Regions from separate parts of the Mus musculus genome. Here regions 1, 2 and 3 are each linked to region 4. Evidence: chromatin contacts called from public capture Hi-C and promoter capture Hi-C data. All regions are on one chromosome and are shown on one strand. The core of a region is the stretch at or near the end of the contact, and the rest is flanking DNA. Distances in the headings are between cores, read along the strand shown.

The links. Capture Hi-C pulls out chosen DNA fragments and counts their contacts.
Region 1: a capture Hi-C map of macrophages shows a contact between it and region 4, with 4 times the contacts expected there. The contact joins the promoter of Gipc3 here to the promoter of Plppr3 in region 4. A contact is called at or near these places in 1 of 39 promoter capture datasets (cranial neural crest), 2 of 115 datasets of contacts at active chromatin or transcription factors (bone marrow-derived dendritic cells and embryonic forebrain) and 3 of 9 other capture datasets (adipose tissue, liver and macrophages).
Region 2: a contact with region 4 is called in a promoter capture Hi-C map of liver, with 2.6 times the contacts expected there. The contact joins the promoter of Thop1 here to the promoter of Plppr3 in region 4.
Region 3: a contact with region 4 is called in a promoter capture Hi-C map of liver, with 4 times the contacts expected there. The contact joins the promoter of Gna11 here to the promoter of Plppr3 in region 4. A contact is called at or near these places in 1 of 39 promoter capture datasets (liver), 1 of 115 datasets of contacts at active chromatin or transcription factors (pancreatic cancer cells) and 1 of 9 other capture datasets (liver).

Annotation. Positions count from the first base shown.
Region 1 is chr10:81,340,233-81,344,648 of GRCm38.p6, reverse strand. It overlaps Gipc3 (GIPC PDZ domain containing family, member 3), which reads left to right and starts at 1,290. Exons shown (of 6, transcript NM_148951.2): 1 at 1,290-1,571; 2 at 2,973-3,158; 3 at 3,281-3,461; 4 at 4,273-4,385. The coding sequence starts at 1,392.
Region 2 is chr10:81,067,389-81,072,158 of GRCm38.p6, reverse strand. Thop1 (thimet oligopeptidase 1) reads right to left here and starts at 2,076. Exons shown (of 13, transcript NM_022653.4): 1 at 1,881-2,076. The coding sequence starts at 1,896.
Region 3 is chr10:81,543,114-81,548,046 of GRCm38.p6, reverse strand. It overlaps Gna11 (guanine nucleotide binding protein, alpha 11), which reads left to right and starts at 2,885. Exons shown (of 7, transcript NM_010301.4): 1 at 2,885-3,255. The coding sequence starts at 3,120.
Region 4 is chr10:79,871,222-79,876,173 of GRCm38.p6, reverse strand. Plppr3 (phospholipid phosphatase related 3) reads left to right here and starts at 1,540. Exons shown (of 7, transcript NM_181681.2): 1 at 1,540-2,154. The coding sequence starts at 2,080.

The DNA.
Region 1 (4,416 bases), core at 41-2,540, 1.5 Mb before region 4:
CTGCATGCCAGAAGAGGGCATCAGATCCAATTATAGTTGGAGGTGAGTTACTGGCCAGTGCTTTTAACCACTGAACCATCCCTCCAGTTTCCGTTGTTGGTCCTCTTTTAAGTCACCTACGTTGTGACACTCTGTCGTGGGAATCTAGAAGACACAAACAGCCTCAGATGTTCATTGACCCCTGCACACCCCACTTCACCCACCACATACCTGGGGATCCCTGAAAAAGTAGCATTTTATAGTGGTTTGGTCATCCTTCCTTCCTTTCTTTCTTTCTTTCTTTCTTTCTTTCTTTCTTTCTTTCTTTCTTTCTTTCTTTCTTTCTTTCTTTCTTTCTAGATTTATTTATTTATTTATTTATTTATTTATTTATTTTACATATGTGAGTACACTGTTGCTCTCTTCAGAGAAACACACCAGAAGAGGGCGTCAGATCTCATTACAGATGGTTGTGAGCCACCATGCGATTGCTGGGAATTGAACTCAGGACCTCTGGAAGAGCAGTCAGTGCTCTTAACCGCTGGGCCATCTCTCCAGCCCTGGTCTTCATTTCTTAACAAAAATTCTTTTTGCCAGGAGAGTGGGCTGAGTTGAGAGAGGATTCTCTGTATAGCCCTAGCTGTCCTGGAACTCGCTCTGTAGACCAGGCTAGCCTTGAACTCAGAGAGCCACCTGCCTCTACCTTCCCAGTGCTTGGACTAAAGGTGTGCACTCTCACTGCCTGGCTATCGACAATTATTTTTCCAGGGGTAGTGCACACAACTTTAATTCCATCATTGGGGAGTCTGACGCCAGAGGATCAGGAGGAGGTTAGGGTCACCCTTGGGTACATAGTGAGTTCCAGGCCAACCTGGGCTACATGAGATTCTGTCTCAAAAACAAAACAAAAATTATTAAGGGAGAGATTTGGAGGTAGGGGCCGCAGGTGGTCTTTAAAATAAACAGGTGAGCAGGAACTCACTGGGAGCTCTGGGGACTGAGCCCCAGAGGAGAGCCCAGCTTGTGCAAGAGCCCTGAGGCAGGGTGGACCCTGAGGTAGGGCAAGGAAGGAGGCACGCGAGGCCAGATAGACAGAGGGACAAGGCACGGAGTTCACAGACAGGGTCGGGGGCTGCGGGAAGACCGCTGACATGGACGGTGGGCTGTGTGCGGAGCGGAGGAGGGAGAAGGGGAGGACGGGCGGGGCTCCCCGGGAGGCCAAGACTGGACGCAGCACCCACAGCCCGGGGCCTCCCCCTGTTGTTCGCGAGTCCCGGGGGAGGGCGCGGCTGGCCCCGGCGGGCGGTTTCACCTTCCCCCGGGCGGCTCGGGTTCCCGGATCCGCTTACGCCCGGCTCCGCTGTCGCGGGACCTCCGGCGGGAGGCTCAGGACGCGGCGGACCCCACGCACCATGGACAGTGCTGCGCCCCGCGAGCCCGGGGCCACCGAGCCCCCCGCCCGCGCGCGCCCGCGCCTAGTGTTCCGCACGCAGCTGGCGCACGGCAGTCCGACCGGCAGGATCGAGGGCTTCACCAATGTCCGCGAGCTTTACGCCAAGATCGCCGAGGCCTTCGGCATCGCTCCTACCGAGGTGAGGGTGGACCGCGGACACCACCCAGGATCCTGTCTGCACTCCACGCGAAAGACAGGATCAGACCCTGGGAGTGGGGTTCCCATAGCCGCCGAGGACCCGACCCAGGTGTCAGGAGCCCATGAATGGCTAATGGGTGGCAATCAGCTCAGTGGGTAGAGCAGTCACCTAGGGTTTGGAAAGCCAGTTTCCATCCCCGACACAGGATAAAGCAGGTGTAGTGATGTAAAGTCTGTTATTCCGATTCTGGGAAGGTGGAGGCAGGAGGATTGAGAGTTAAGCTGGTCATCCTCAGATACATAGGAAACTAGAGGGTCAGCCTGAGCTACATGAGGCCTTATATAAAATAAAATCACTTTTAATTTTTTTCAACTCAATTATTTCTACTATTCCCTTTCAGTTGTTTGTTTTCTTTCTTTTAATTTTGTTTTTCTAAGACAGGCAGTCTCATCATGTAGCCCTGGCCGGTCTGGAACTAGCTCTGTAGACCAGTCTGATTTCAAATTCACAGAAATCTACCTGCTGCAGCCTCTAGAGAGCTGGGATTAAAGGTGTGGGCCACCCACTTAGTGTGGGTTTGATTTATTATATGTAGGGGCACCAGAGTGGGCACCACGGTGGAGGTTGGGCAACAGTTTGCAAGGGGTTAGTACTCTCCTTCCACATGCAGCCCTTGAGAATCAAACAGGTTCAGGACTTGGCAGACTGGCCACAAGCCCCTCCCACTCCCTCCCTCCCTCCTGACTCCAGCCTTCTTGTCCATTTTCTTTTCTTTTCTTTTTTTAAAGATTTAGTTATTTATTATACGTAAGGACACTGTGTAGCTGTCTCAGACACTTTAGAAGAGGGCATCAGATCTTGTTACAGATGGTTGTGAGCCACCATGTGGTTGCTGGGATTTGAACTCAGGACCTTCAGAAAAGCAGATGGTGCTCTTAACCGCTGAGCTCTAGCCCTCTTGTCCGTTTTCATTCCATTGCTTGTTCGTCTAATTAAGATAATATTTCGCTTTGTAGCTCAGGCTGGCCTGAAATTCATTCTGTAACCCAAGCTGGCTTCTAACTTCCAGCATTTCCCTTGCCTTGGCTTCCCGACTTCTGGGCTTACACTCCCGATTCAGGATGCTTGGCTTTTTTATTTTTTATTTTTGGGAAGCCTGAGACTCTCAGTCATCCTTCTGCCTCAGCTTCCTAAGTTCCTGCTTAGGAACAGACAGACCTAAAGCACACCCACAGTCTTGCCAGCCCACTTGGTCACCGGTGAGCAGTTAGAGGCTGGGGGCAGCTGCTGTTTCCTGCGGGCCACGGGTGCATCTGGCCTCCAGGGGGCGCCCGCAGAAGGATGTGCACAGAATCGACTTTTGTCCATGGCTCAATCTGGGTCCCTCTCTTATCCGAACAGATCCTATTCTGCACCCTCAACAGTCACAAAGTGGACATGCAAAAGTTGCTGGGGGGACAGATTGGGCTGGAAGACTTCATCTTTGCACATGTGCGTGGAGAGACCAAAGAAGTGGAGGTCACCAAAACGGAGGATGCTCTAGGACTGACCATCACAGACAACGGAGCCGGATACGCCTTCATCAAGGTGCCTGTGGGTGTGTGTGAACTGGGTGATCAATGGCCTTGTCGAGTCCTAAGAAGACTCTGGGGACCCCAGGGAGGGTGGCCCCGGGCAGACTAGTCACGAGTGATTGTCATTTCCCATAGAGAATCAAGGAAGGCAGCATTATCAACCGGATTGAGGCTGTGTGCGTGGGGGATAGCATTGAGGCCATCAATGACCACTCTATTGTGGGCTGCCGGCACTACGAGGTGGCTAAAATGCTCCGGGAGCTGCCCAAGTCTCAGCCCTTCACCCTGCGTCTAGTGCAGCCCCGGAGAGCTTTTGGTAAGGATTGATGGGCCCCAGGCTTGCCCCAGGGCAATGAGAAGCAGGAAATGGTATTCTGACTCATATTTTCATAGCCCAAGCTGCCATCAAACTCAATATGTACCCAAAGATGACCTTGGGCCTGCTTTGCAATGACTTCGAGAAAGGAGGGTTGCTTCTAGAAAAGTTATTCAAACTTGGCGATGTGAGCACCGCACCGTTTTGGGGTGCTTTCTGTGTAGTGTCCCGGGCTCTTCAGGGTGCTGAGCAGTGTTCCTTACTCTTTGTCAGGAGCTCCTCAGGGGAGGATAGCCAGACATGTCCCCAGACATCACTCAGCAGGGTCTCTTAGGGAAAGAATAATATAAACCTCCAGGACTCCAACCCTGACCACACCCCAAGCCCTTCACTGGAGGATCCTAAGGGAGGGGAGGACCTGAACCTCCACCACCACGCCCGCCCGCAGCTCCTTCACAGAAGTTCTAGGCGGAGCTCCACCCTGACCACACCCACAACCCATCAATAGGGGACTCTAGGTGGGGGCTCTATGCCTGACCACGCCCCTATCTCCTCATTGGAGGATTCTAGGAGGGGCTCCACCCTGACCACGCCCCAAGTCCCTCACTGGGGGGTTTTAGATGGGACTTTACCCCCTGACCACACCCGTAGCCCCATAGTCCTTCAACAGCCCTCAGGAGATTAAGGCATGCCAACCTTGAGTTCAAGGTCAGCCTGGGTCACAGAAGAAGACCCTATTGACAAAAGAAAATAAACATGAAAAACAGTCCACACAAAACAGGACACATCTGTCACCGCTTTGCCCCCTCAGATATGATTGGCCAGAGGAGCAGGAGCAGCAAGTGTCCTGTGGAAGCTAAAGTGAGCAGCGGGAGGGAAACATTACGCCTGCGCTCAGGGGGGGCTGCCACTGTGGAGGAGGCGGTGAGTGACTGTTGGGATGGCAGCAATTGAC
Region 2 (4,770 bases), core at 827-3,326, 1.2 Mb before region 4:
AGAGCAAGAGGATTTCACATTTGTGGTCTAAATGGAGAACACAGGGCAAGCACGTTCAAGCCAAAGAAAACAAAAATTCGGACTGAAGCTGTGGCTCAGTGGGCAGCACACGTGCCTAGTATGCATGGTGCTCTCATTCCATCACCACAGCATACAAATCAGGCGTGGTGGGGCTGCCTACCATCCTAGCACTTAGGAAACTGAGCGGGGAGGAGGAGAAAGAGTTCAGGGTCACCCACAGCCACACGTATTAAGTATGAGGCCAACCTGGGGTACACGGGATGCTGTCTCAAATGAAAAGCCATGGTTGGGTGATGGTGGTGCACACCTTTAACCCCAGTACTGGGAGGCAGAGGCAGGAGAATCTCTGTGAGTTCAAGGCCAGCCTGGTCTGCAGAGTGAGCTCCAGGACAGCCAGGGCTACACAGAGAAAAGCAAAAATAAGGAGGATGGGCAGCCACTGAGGAAGATACCCCCTCCCCACACAGACACGCGCACATGCGAAACGAAGGGCTTTGTATTACAAGTAGGGGCAGAGCCAGCCATGAGAACACAGAGTGCAAAGATCTGGAGAACTAGGATTGCAGCATCTTTCTGCAAACATCTGGATTACTGCCTCCATTTCAGGGCACCTCAAGTTCCTGAGGTGCAAGTAATTCCAATTATTCCTGTTCCCATGATCCTGATCATGACTGGGGGGATTATCTGCAGGCATGAGAAAATGTATGGGTGTGAGCTCCAGACGCCACCCCCCCCCCCCAAGGCCGCTCTCAGATACAGGAAGGTCACACACAGGGCCCTTTGGGCTGTTTCCCTAGTCCTCTGTTCATGGGTTAAGATAGGATCTTGCCAGATTGTCCAGGCTACCCTTGCAATTTCTGGAGGTGGGATCCTCCTAGTCTCGGTCTCCCACACTTGGGAAGAGAGGCTGGCACTGGCTCTGTTTCCTTCTCTGGATTAAGCAAGTCCAGGGGACCCAAGATGACTAAGCAGCTGGAGGTGATTGCTGCCAACGCAGACGATCTAGGTTCAATCCCCACAACTGACTAGGTGGAAGGAGAGAACTGATTCCCGCAAGCTGTCCTCTGACCTCCACAAGCACACTAAATAATGTTTAAAAAAAAATCCAAACAAGTCTTCATCTTTTTGGGTCACAGTCATGTCTACAACTGACGGGAATCCCTGCCTGGTAGCTCCACCATATGGGATGCCCCACACACATACACAGCAGACCTGGCAAGAGAAAGATGGGTCTCCCAACCAGCCCTGCCAAAGTGGGGTGACCATAGCCTAAGCCCCTGTGTTGCTGACTCAAGAGGCTGGAGAGGGAGCTCTGTGATCAAGCGTGCTTGCTGCGTTTGGTTCCCAGCACCCCTGAAAGGCAGCTAGCTCTCAACCACCTGTAACTGACTCCAGGAGCAGAGGATGGGCCACATTTTTCTAGCCATCATGAATACTACACACATGTGCAGGTACTCACACACAGACGTACAAACAATAGTTAAAAATAACAAATCCTAAAAATACAAAAGAACCTAGTTGGAAGTATTACTAGGTCCTCTCTAGATGCTAGATAGCACACTGTCCTGGCACCGAGGTTCCCAGGCCACCGTCTCCAGCAGCCTTCCAGGAACTAGAGCCTTTTACACCATGTGTGGGTTTTGCTCATCGCCCCGTTGGCAGTCCATCTTACCCTAGTTAGAATAGCAGGGAGCATGAGAAAAGTATTCTTTTAAAATTCAGTTTATCAAGAGGTTGAAGTCATGGGAAAGTTAGTTCATTCATTTTGCAGACGAAGGGGTCAGGGTCGGGAATCCCAAAGGTTCCATCTGCCCGAAGGAGGAGAGAAAGGGAGGGCCTGGGCGAGGGGCGACCGGTACCTGCGGGGGGCTTCATGGCGGTCGGCTGCGCGCGAGGCGGCGACGGCCCTCCTCTGGTCCTCACGCCTGTGCGGTCCGGATCTCCTCGGAGCTCGCCTCACCTGAGCCAGTTCCTCTGCTGTGGCTCTCAGACTGAGGCGCCCGCCGCCCGCGAGCTCCGAGCACGCTAGGAAGGCGCGTGCGCGCGAAGGCAGCTGGTCAACGCGAGTGTGCATGCGCAGGAACAACCAGTCTGGCGCCGGTGCATCGCGGTTCCGCCCACATTATCCCGAGCTTGCCCTGTCAGTGGTGCGATTTTGCGCATGCGCTGAACACAGTGGAGCCCGCAATTGGCTGTCATAGGTGAGTGAGGCGGAGCCTTACGCACCCTCGGAACGCCAGGATGCTGTTTCCATGGAAACCTAACACCCTCTCTGCCTTGCCTTTTCTGTGAGGATTTCACTCTATACAGGCTGTGTGCGTTTGTGCTTGGTCTGTTCGTTCAATTCATTTCTTTTTGTTCTTCAGCCAGTTCCTCATGACTCCACCTTCTGAGTTCTGAGATGACCAGAGTGCTCCAGCATGCCTGGCTTCCCTCCCTCTCTCTCTCTCTCTCTCTCTCTCCCTCCCTCCAACCTTCTCTTCCTTCTTTCCTTCCTTTTTTTGACACAAAGTTTCATGTAGCCCAGGCTGGTCTGAATTTGCTGACAGGCCTCAAATTCGTAGCAATCCTCCTGCCCCAGCTTCCTGGGTTCTGGGAATGCAAGTGAGAACCGCCACGGGTTTTTGCTTGTTTGTTTTGTTTTTGTAAGCTGAGTGTGCTGACTTATACCTGCAATTTCAGTCCAAGTAAAACAAAACTGACCCAACCTGCAACCTGCAGGAGTAGCCTGGACTATATACCTTGTCTGAAAAAACATGAGAGATGGCTCTGTGGTCAAGTGTAGTTGATAATCGGTGTACTGCAAAAGCCAGGGCTGGCCCCTCCTTCCTGCACCAGCCTGTGGCACGTTAAGATGCCTCCTAGGAGCTGTTGGCGGCTCCTGTTAAAATGTTGGCACCATGACATCTCCTCAGCCTGGAGCTGTCACAAGAACTGTCTACAGTAGTGTATCACCTTTCCCAACACAACAGAGGTTGCCCCTCAAGAACACCCCTGCAGGAGCTGTCCTACAGGAACTGTCCCACAGTGATAGGACCTCATCTCCAGCCTCCTTGAGCAGCCTCACAGAGATGGCGCCTCAGCAAAAGTTGGCTGTGGCCTGGAAGGACTTTCACACTAACCCATGGGCCTGATGCAGGGTAAAGAGGGTGAGGGGGAAAAAAGTCACCAATCCCCGAACAGGAAAACCCACCAATCCCTGAGCTCCTCAAGCTCAGGACTTGAAATTCCACCAATCGTTAATCTGGAAATCTCTGCCCTGAAAAGCCCTGCCTCCTAAGAAATTCTATGTAAGCCCCGCCCTTTGTCTAATTCCCTAATGTTTTACTCCCAGGAGAAGAGGGAAGATTCATCTCTCCACACCCTGAACCCACCAATAAATCTCTTACATGAGATTTTCTGCTTGGTGTGACTTTCTCATCGGAAGAGCCAAGAAGAAGCGAGGTGAAGAGAGGGTGGGGGGTGGGAGAGCGGGGTGCGGGGAAACAAGGCTCCTGAGCTCCTCAGCTCAGCCGGGGATATCCTCCCCTGGGAACTGCAACACCTCTGCTGAGAGGGCTCCCTGCGTGGTTCCTGAGCTCCGTGTCTCCGTGTGCCCTTCCATCTGAGCAGAAACATCGACAGTAATAGCACAAGTCCAGAAGACTGGACTTCAGATCCCCACACCACAGGGCCGCTCACACCTCCAGGGGACCCCATGTCCTCTTCTGGCCACAGCAGGTGCTGTGTACATATGGTGCACACACATACATTTAAGTGTATGCACACAAGCACATAAGCAACTTTTAAAACATAGGATAGTGGAGAGACAGCATTTATTTTAACACGCATCTCAAAGTACAGTTCCTGTAGGGAGAAGCAATAGTCACTCCTGGTCCAAGGTCCAGAAATCTGCTCGAAATTACTCAGTCTAGGATCTGCCCAGGAAATGGCCTCTCCAGAGTCAAGACTGAGGGCCTTCCTGGCTCATTTGACTGACATAATCAAGATAATCCCCCTACGCCGGGCAGTAGTGACGCATGCCTTTTATCCCAGCACTTGGGAGGCAGAGGCAGGCAGATTTCTGAGTTTGAGGCCAGCCTGGTCTACAAAGTGAGTTCCAGGGCAGTGAGGGCTACACAGAGAAACCCTGTCTCAAAAAAAAAAATTCCCCACAGGCAATCAAAGAAGCCATCTTCCCTGTGGTTCTAGATCCAACCAAAGAGACAGTTGACACTGGTCATCAATGGTGCGTGCCTACACCCACCACCACCCTGCCCCAAAACAACTCCCCTGCCCCGGAAGATGTATCTGCAGGCAAAGCACTCACCGTGTTGGGAAGTTTGAACCCCCAGTACCCAAAAAAGCTGGCAGCAGGAGGAGACAGGAGAGTTCTGAAGGAGCAAGTGCCCAGGCTAGACCAGCAGAATCTGCAGGCTCTTGCTTTAATGGGAGATTTTGGCTTGAGATCCAAGGTGGAAATGAATGAGGAAGGCACTGGACCTCAATCTCGGTCTACCACAGACATGTCACACAAGGCACATGCACACGCGTGCACACACACAACACTGGGACAGACAGAAATGTGACCTGGTGGCAAATGCTTTTATCCCGAGCCAAGTTGCCTCTGATGTGTGTGAGCATGTGCTTGTGTGTGTGTGTGCCTGTGTGTTTGTGTATATGTGTGCATGCATGCACGTTTAAATGTATGTACTTGGGTGTTTTGTCGATTGTGCCACCTGCATGCAGTGTTCACAGCAGCCCAAAGAA
Region 3 (4,933 bases), core at 1,636-4,135, 1.7 Mb before region 4:
AAGAAAGAAAGAAAGAAAGAAAGAAAGGCTGGGCGTGGTGGCACACGCCTTTAATCCCAGCACTGGGGAGGCAGAGGCAGGTGAATTTCTGAGTTCGAGGCCAGCCTGGTCTACAAAGTGAGTTCCAGGACAGCCAGGACTACACAGAGAAACCCTGTCTTGAAAAACCAAAAAAAAAAGGATGTATCCCAAGTGAGTCCTGGCAGGATACAGGTCGGGAAGGACTCAGTTCCTCTAAGGGCTGGCCCCAGGGAATGTGACCATGCTCCAGTGCACATTATACAGGCAACACAAACTGGACTTGTGGGTTTTTAAATTTTTCTTTTTTTGGGGTGGGGCTCACAAGGTTGGGGGTAGACCTGGGAGGGTTGGGAAGTGAGTATGATCAGGGTTCATGATATGAACTCCCCAAATAATAAGAAAAATTATGTTGGAGAAGAAAAAAAGAGACCTGAGCCACCATGGGTGTCACCGTCATTGAGAACAAGAGTTATCCTGGGTCAGTTCGGAGCACAGGAATCACCAACCCCAAACTGGGTGAGGCAGGAGGAAGCTGCAGTCCGGGCCAGTCTGGTTTACAGAGCCTCAGTCTGTCCTTCCTCGGTGGTACCTGCACATGGCCTTGGGTGTGCTCACCCCCGTGGACGCACACTGGCCATTGGGTATCCTCCACCATGGCCCTCTGCCTCTTTGCCCTGCGCCAGTCTGCTAGGCCATGAGTACCTGGATTTATCTGTCTCCACCTCAGTGTGGGGATGAGGTGGGGTCACCGGTGTGTGCAGCCATCAGTGGGTGTTGTGTTTGAACTCAGGTCCTCATGCTTGCCTAGAAAGTCCTCTTAGGAGCGGAGTACTCCCCTCAGCTCCACCCTGCTGCCCCTTTTGACAGGGTTTCTCTGTGTGCCCCTGGCTGTCCTGAAACTCACTCTGTAGACCAGACCACCTTGAACCTCACGAGAGATCCAACTGCCTCTGCCTCCAAGGTGCTGGAATTAAAGGCGTGCGCCAAGGCCTGGCTGCTTGGAACCCTTTTTTGCCGACAATTTACCAGGTGATGATCCCTAACCCATGAATCCAAACAGAACAGCTCACAGGGGCTGGAGGGTAGTATGGCCCAGTGGTACCGTACTTGCTGTTCCTGCAGAGGACCCAGGTTTGGTTCCCAGTATCCACTGGGGGTTCACAGCCACCTGTAACTCCAGCTCCAGAGATGTGACACCCTCACAGGCAAGGAAAACATCAGTGCATGTAAAATAAGATTAAATTATTTTAAGAAAAGGAAACTATGTATGCACACAAAGATAAATGTGAACAGGCATCATGGCATATGCCTGTCATTCCAGCACTGGGATGGTCAAGGCTCAAGGGGTTGCGCCTATGAGCTGCAAGAGGAACTTTGACCACATTGGGCCACCCGGGAGCCCCTTGTCTGGGCCATGAACTCCTGGGGTGGGGACAGAGGCCCTGATAGGAGAGTTTCAGAGGAATAATCTCCCCACAACCCCAATCAGCTAGTAAATGAAGACTTTGACCCTCCCCTTGCCGTCTTATCTCAAGGCTGGGCAATCAGGCAGGGACTGGGACAGGAACGCATGCAGCACAGGCCTGACTTTCAAGTTCTTTGTAGTCTCTTATTATTGACACATGCCCTGATTGAGTGCTGACTGGGTACGCATGCCTCTTTCTGGAAGGTAGAAAACACTTCTCAGGTTTGTGAGTTAGTTTACACTTGGGGGACTCAGATTGACCCACCAACAGGGAACTTACCTGCCTGGTACATGCGGGGGGCGGGGGTGGGGTGGGTTCCACTCCAGCACATGCAAACCACATTCATGGGCGTTCACATGCACAACAACAGCGTAAATTGGTGCTTGGTATACAGCAGGCAGACTGTTAATAATGCTTATTCTTCACCTGCCAGTAAGCCTGGTTGACAGTATATATGTATGTATGTGTGTGTGTGTGTGCGTGTGTATATATATACACACATATACATATATACATATATGTGTATGTATATATACACACATATGTACATATACACACATATATGACATATGTATATATGTATATATATATATATACACACACATATATATATGAAATCAGGCAGCATATTAATAGGAGGTACTGTGCTGCATCAGCACATAGTACACAGTAGGAGCTATATACAATATGTGGTATACGGCAGGCACAGCATTCATATTTGGCATACGTTGTATATGTGAAAAACACTTGGTTTGTATACCCTATATTGAATGTGGCAGTTACATATGCGTGTTTCCTTAAGGCTTGGTATACAGTAGATGTGATATTAATGCCTGAGCTACCACAGGCTGCCGCATCAGTGTATACTCTACAGCAAGCATTGTGTTCATACTTGTGACCTGTGTGGTATTTAACGAGTGCTGCATGAATGTACTGTACACAGTAGGGCATGAATTTCTGCCTGGCACACGATAGGCCTGCTTAGGAATGGATGAGCGAGCCGGTCAGGGCGTTTTCTCACATCCGCAGGCGGTGACGGCCTCGCTCCAGAGAACTGCAGCCTCTCTCTTGGCGCTCTCAGCACAGCCTCGGGGAGCCGAGAGAAGCCGAGCGCAGCCGAGCGGCGCCTGCCCGAGCCGAGAGGAGCCGAGTGTAGCCGAGCGGCGCCTCCCCGAGCCGAGCCTCGCTTCGCCTCCCGAAAGGAACCGAGCTCGGGCTTCCGAGTCCTCCCCATTCCCACAATCCTCGGCGTCCGCGCCCAGCCGCGAACCGTTCAACCCCTTCCCACGTCGACGCAACCCCACGCGCGCTTGCGCTGCGCCCTCCAGACCCCGCCCCCGAGCGGCGAGGCCCCGCCCCCAGGCGATCCTAAAGTCCTGTCCCTGCGGCGCGCGCGCGCGCGCAGCCGTGCGGCCCCTCCCATTGGCCGCGCCGCCTGCCCGTCCCGGGGCCCGTGGCAGCGCTTCAGGTCCTCGGGCGCCGGCGCTCGGTGGCGACGGCTGCGGGTAGCGGCGGCGGCGGCGGCTGCGCTGCACGGCGCGGACGGTGGACGCGCCTCTGGGGCCGGGCCGTGGCCTTCGGGGAACCGGGAAGAGGTAGGGCCGGGCCGGCGGCAGCCGGAGGACCGCGACGATGACTCTGGAGTCCATGATGGCGTGTTGCCTGAGCGACGAGGTGAAGGAGTCGAAGCGCATCAACGCGGAGATCGAGAAACAGCTGCGGCGGGACAAGCGCGACGCCCGGCGCGAGCTCAAGCTGCTGCTACTTGGTGAGCTGCGTGCCCGTGCCGTGGGACCTCTGTCACGGGGACCGGGTGGGTGCACGGGGCATCCGGGCCTTGCCGGGGTCTCCGCGCGCGCAGGGTGCTGCAGCCGCCGCGGTCTCTGGTCCCCGGCGAGTAGCGCGCGGTGACAGTCGGGTGCGACCCCTTCAGACCGCTGCCCACGGCCTGTCGGGCCACCTCGGATGTCCTCGGGGCAACTAGTCAGCGCTGCCCTGCAGCGGTCAGCCCTTCCGGGATCGCTGCACCCTGAGCAGTGCAGGTGGCTTGGGCCTGTGGTGGCCAGCTTCTCCCGTGTGGTCCCCTGGGCTCAGCCTGTGCGACCCTTTGTGGCCAGCCTTTCTGTTATCCAGGCCTTAGATTCATTCGGGGTCAGCCTCCTGCCTCTGATATCTGTGGTGAGATTTTGCATCTGCTGGCCACATTGGGCCCCAGGACCCTGGGAGACTTGCTTTCTGTCGCTCCTGAGAATTCTTGCACGGAGGTGGCCCTTGGCCCTGCCGCACCAAGTAGGCTCTCTCCTTTCCATTGTCCCCACATAGCCTCCGGTGAGCCCTGTAAGCTGTCTTGCTCTCATGATGCCCCTTTGGATTACAGACTCCCCAAGACAGTTCCCAAAGGGTTGCACCCTCCTCTCTACCTCCAAGGACTATACACCCAAATGGTCCTGCTTTGCTTCTGGCTTGTTGCTTTCGTGGGTACTCCTCAGTCTCCCTCTCTTTTCCATAGATCCTCTGAATTCCTCCACATTGGAGTGGGTGGCTTTTCTTCTTTGGGCTTCTGTTGTGCCGGAACCCAGTAGGTTGACAGCAGTCAGCCTTGCAGCCTCCCTGGCCCTGTCCTGCCTCCTGGGGGTCCAGTCTTGTCCTCTCCACACCCCACCCACCCCAGGGAAGCTCAATGTGTGTCTGTCACTTCCTGGGGTTCTGACTCCTCAAGGCCCACCTGTTGCTGGGAGCCAGGGAGCCCAGGTCCTCTTGTTGTCACCCCAAATAAGAGCCCAAAATGAGGACAGGGTAGCCTGGGCCCTGTGGGGGTTTACAAAACAGACTGGGGAGCTCTGCCTGCCCCTCCCAGATCCCAGATGAGCTACATGCAGTTCAAGAATGGGGACCCAGGACAAAGGGTGGCCTTGGAGAACCTGAGGAAAGGACTGTGGGGAGCCTTTGACTAGGAGGGGTGGAGGGCAGTGATACTCCAATTGTCCCATGAGAGATGTCAGGTAGGAGTACACGCTGTCTTCTGTTGCTGTGGCCTGTGTGGTTCTCAGGGTCATGGAGCCTTGGTTACTTTTCTCCAGCATGGTGGGATTCCCTCAAAGCTCTATGCAGCTTTCCAGGAAGGATGGGATAAGAAGAGGACAGAGCAGCCCAGAGCAAACAGCAGTGGCCCCAGGGTAGTCATATGGGGGCCACAGTATGGCCCTAGCCCACCTCTGCAGGGGGTCAGCAGCTGCCAGGTAAAGATGACATTGGTTGGCTGAGCCCAATAGTGTGTCATCCCAGCTCTGTCCTGTCCCCAAAGCTGGCCTTGAAGTCCCCTCGGATTCAGGAGTGCTCCCTGGCCCTCTGTGCTATGGCCTGGCTAAGCTGACCAGCAGCTGAAGGACTCTGCATTGACCTGCACACAGCACCTTGCCTCTACCCAAGGCAATTTGGTTCTTAAC
Region 4 (4,952 bases), core at 291-2,790:
CTTTTTGTTTTTGTTTTGTTTTGTTGGGTTTTGTTTTGTTTTGTTGGTTTTTCGAGACAGGGTTTCTCTGTGTAGCCCTGGCTGTCCTGGTTCTCACTCTGTAGACCAGGCTGGCCTCGAACTCAGAAATCCGCCTGCCTCTGCCTCCTGAGTGCTGGGATTAAAGGCGTGCGCCACCACCTTCGGCCCACTGTTTTTGTTTTTATTTCTTTTTTTGTTTTGAGTCACAATCTCAGTCTATAGAGCAGGTTATATCAAAACTCACAGCAATTCTCCTGCCTTACGTGACTGAAAACTGCACACACACCACCAGCTCCTCTTTGCTGCTCCTTTTGTGCTGGGTGTCTCTGTATGGCCATCAGGCCTGGGGAGCTTGCTGTTCCCATGAGGAAACTCAGAAAACATGAGGCTGAGGTAGAGTCTGGGAACACAGCAGTCAGTTTGGGGAAAGCATTGAGACAGTGAGAATAAACCCATAATATTTATACGTGAGCCCTGCGGTGCCTGCGTGCTCGTGTTTATATTTGAGCCCTGCAGTCCTGCGTGCTCATGTTTATACGTGAGCCCTACAGCCTCTGTGTGCTCATGGGTCCTTTCAAAGGCCCTTTTTGGTTTTTTTGAAAGAGGGTGTCACTATGCAGGCTGACCCCATGGAATCCCCCCGCCAGTCTCACAGAAAGAGAGAGGAACACAAGCAGGCTTCTTGGTCCCTGAGACCAACCCTAGCTTGACCTGACCTTTGGGGACAGGGTCTCTCCTTGGCTTGCTGCTTGCTGCTTAGGTGAGATGGTGGCTGGAGAGTCCTGGTGATCCTGCCTTCCTCCTGTACCCAGGGCAGAGGGATTCGAACTCAGGTCCTCACGCCTGCAGCACAAGTGCTTTACAGATTGAGACATCGCTCTGGCCTCCACACCACTCCCTTTTTAATGATTTTAAGACAGAGTCTCACTGTGTAGGCCAGGCTGGGCTGGGACTTACAACAATCCTCCAGACTCAGCCTCTTGAATACTGGGACGTCAGCCGTGTACCACTACACTCAGCTTTCAACAGAGAGTTGCAGGGTCTGTCAGCCTAAGTCCCACTTCCCAGTGGGTCACAAGAGTTTGTTAAGGGCCTGGTATACAGTAGGTGCTCAGCAGATAGTGACTATTCCGATCTAACATCTTAGGGCCTCAGTTTGTCCCATCCAGGATGGGGTGGGGTCAACCAGTGGGTACATTTACAGGACTGCCTCTGTGGAGAGGAAACCCTTGAAAACAGCAAGCACTGCATAAGTGCACATTACAGTCCTTTATCCTCAAGGCATCAACTGCCCAGGGTCAGGAGGGTGAGGTGGCCCTGGTGGTTGGACAGAGGAGAGGTGGGACGGGGACGAGGGGGAGAGAAGGTAGAGGACAGCCCCTCCACCCCTGTGTCTTTGTCTCCTTTTGCTCAGGCGCCCAGGGACCTCACCATGGAAACGGACTCCAGCGAGCCGCGGGCACGGAAGGCGTGGGGGCCGAGGAATCGGCGACCGTGAGACGCAGGGAGGCAACTGGAGGCGCGGGGCGCGGGATCTCGCCTTCCCCACACTGCGCCGCGCGCTCCTAGGTCCCGGAGATCAACCGTGCTCGCGCAAGGCGCACAGAAGGCACGCGCAAGGGGCAGGGACGAGACCCAGATTGCGGTCCCCGCGCAGGGCCAGAGACCCTGAGACCCGCAGAGTGGGAGGCGGAGGCGCCCAAGCCGGGGGCGGGGTTGGGGCGGGGCCGAGCGGGCTGCAGAGCGCGCAGACAAAGAGCTCACGCGCCGCACACCGCGCCCGGGCCTCGCGTCCCTCCCACGCGGGGACCCTGGCTTTGTGTCCGCGCTTTGCAAGGGACTCCGCCCTCCTTGCTCCCTCCAGGTGAACGAGCCGCGTGCGCGCGCGGGGGCTCCGGCCTCTCCCTTCCCCAAGTTCCCCCTCTGCTCCAGCCTCAGTTTCCCCGAGCCCTCTTGGCTAACCCTTATCTCCCCACCTGGAGACTCCATCTGCGCAGCTCCTAGTCTCCAGCCTGCCTTTGTCCCCCTGCAATCTCGGCCTACAGCGCCAACGTCACCATGCTTGCTATGAAGGAGAAGAATAAAACGCCGAAGGACAGCATGACACTCCTGCCTTGCTTTTATTTCGTGGAGGTGAGTGGGGGTCGCGGTGAGAGATCTTCGTGGCAGGGAGCTTCTGAGACCGTCCACTTCATGCTGCAGGAACAGGAACCCGCACCGCGGAACCAGGCCACCTGGAGTTGAGATGGGGATGAGGCTGGTTCCAAAGGCACAGGGTTTTACAGGTCGAGTAGGAGTTGCAAAGCCTCAGAAAGGTCCTTTAGAATGTGGGAACAGATGGGGGAATGCTAGGATGCTGGGCGTTCCTTTAAGGACAGGGTTGAGAAGCTCAATTGGGGGCGGGGGGGTGTGTGCTGGAAATTGGGGCATTGGAGGTGAACAAGCCCCAACTAGTGAGGGTGGGTGGGTGCTGGGTACTTGGCTCTGCAGTACCCGAGGTGCGTCTAAATTCAAGCACTCTTCTAATGGCATGACTGTGTGCCCCACGCCCAATCTCCACCAGAGCTCGTCAACCCCTCGGTGAATCCAGACAGCTGTGGTGGAGAGCTGAAAGCATCTAAAAATAGAAAACAATAAATGCATTCACTTGGTGCATACTAAGTGTGGAGGGTTGCGGTTTCCTTTGAATGGCAGAAGCTGTGAGCCAGGCAGAGTCTCAGAAGCCCCTGATCAGGCTGGAGCCCAGCCTTCTGTCCTCAGCAGGTGACCTGTGTGAGCCACAGAGCATTAGGGGGAATGCTTATGTCCCAACATGACATTTAAGGGTGACTATAGCCCACTCCAAGGCTCTGCCCAGCCCCTCAGACCCACTCTCACCAGAATCCTTTGAAATCTTTCCAGAATTTGCTTTACAGCTATTTTTTTCCTCACTCAATTTAAAATGATTTTCATGTATGTCTTTAGTGCTGGCTACAGAATCCAGGACCTGGAGCTTAGACCTGAGGTCTACACCTGACCACGCCCCCACCCCACTCACTGGGGAATCCTAGGCGGGCCTCCACCCTGACCACACCTCCATCCTTTACTGGTGGATTCTGTGCCCCCAGTTCCTCACTGGGGGATTCTAGGCAGGGGTTTCTACCCTGACCACGCCCCCAGCTCCTCCCTGGGGGATTCTAGGCAGGGGCTCTACTGCTGAGCCAGGTCCTCAACCCCAATCTGAGATTTCACTCTGCAGCCTGGGCTGGATTGGAGTTTGAGATGTATCCAGGTCAGGATCTCAGCAGCTTTCCCGTCTCCGCCTCCCAGGTGTTGGACATGCACACACCACCATGCAGAGCTGAGATCTGAAATCCCTTTTGAATTTGTGTGTAGGTGCTTAGGAGCGCGTCCCCCCCCCCCCCACTGATGCGTATGTTGAGCCAGAATGTAGGAGGAATGATGGGTGTTTTCCTCAATTGCTTTCTTATGGGGCTAAAAGCTTGCTAGTGTCTGTGTGTCCTCACCCTGCACACCCAACTATGGCCACCTTGCTTTGTGGTGCGGGGGTCTTGAGGCACGTGCAAACCAACCGTTCACACCCCCCAAGGAAGTTTTCCTCTAATATATTTTTTAAGGTTTTAAAATACTTATTTAGTGTGTGCGCATGCGTGAGCGTGTAGGTGCGTGTTCTCGTGTGTGTGTGTGTGTGTGTGTGTGTGTGTGTGTGTGTGTGTGTGCTTGTGTGTTTGTGCATGCACGCATACTTGCCATGGGTTTCTCTGTATAGCCCTGGCTGTCCTGGAACTCACTTTGTAGACCAGGCTGGCCTCGAACTCAGAAATCCGCCTGCCTCTGCCTCTCAAGTGCTGGGATTAAAAGCGTGCGCCACCACGCCCGGCTTAGCCAGAGCTCTTAAGCACTGAGCCATCTCTCCGGCCCTGTTCTGTTTCTGTTGAGACTGATTCTCCTTAAGGAGCTCAGGCTGATCCAGAAGTCAGAGCCATTCTCCTGCCTCAGCCTCTCAAGTACTAGGATGACAGGCATGTGCTGCCACCACTCCAGGCAGAGGGAAATGAAGCAGTTCACACGCCCTGCTGTGTTTGCCCACACTGGCACCTGGCACCGTGCGAGCAGCAGATCTTAACCAGAGTGCGGACCTACGGCTGTCTTCACACACTGTTTCTTTATCTTCAGTCCAGATGCTGGTTCCCTTCTGTTGGGAACCGAGGCTCCAACAAACACGGAAACTCTTACATGGAGAAGAGCATGTAGGAGCTGACAAGACAGCTCTGGTAAAGGCCTCTGCAGACAAACCTTGGGTCCCTCGGACCTGCCCGCATAATGGAAAGATAGAATAGATTCCCACCACTGTCCTCTTTTCTCCATGCCCATTCACATACACACGTGCACAAATAAAGACAAGTAGTAACTGAGCAGGGCGGTGGAGGCGCACGCTTTTAATCCCAGCACTCAGGAGCCAGAGACACACAGATCTCTGAATTCAAGGCCAGCCTGGTCTACAAAGTGAGTTCTAGATCAGCTACATAGTGAGACCCTGGAGAGAGGAGGAGAGAGAGGGAGAAGGAGGAGATAATGTTCTCACAGGTCACAGCCTCCTACTGTATTCTGCATGAGACTTTTTAAACTACATGGAAAACTCAGGGAGTGGCTTGCTGAACACAGAAGACAGTGTCAAACAGAGCATTCCTACACATGTGGTCAGCAGCGTTATAAAGCGTCATCACGGTCTCAGGGACCTAGATTGGCCTCAAATTCTTTTTTTTTTTTCCCAAGATTTATTTCATGTATGTGATTACACTGTAGCTGTCTTCAGACCCACCAGAAGAGGGCGTCAGATCCTATTTCAGATGGTTGTGAGCCACCATGTGGTTGCTGGGAACTGAACTCAGGACCTCTGGAAGAGCAGGCTGTGCTTTGAACCGCTGAGC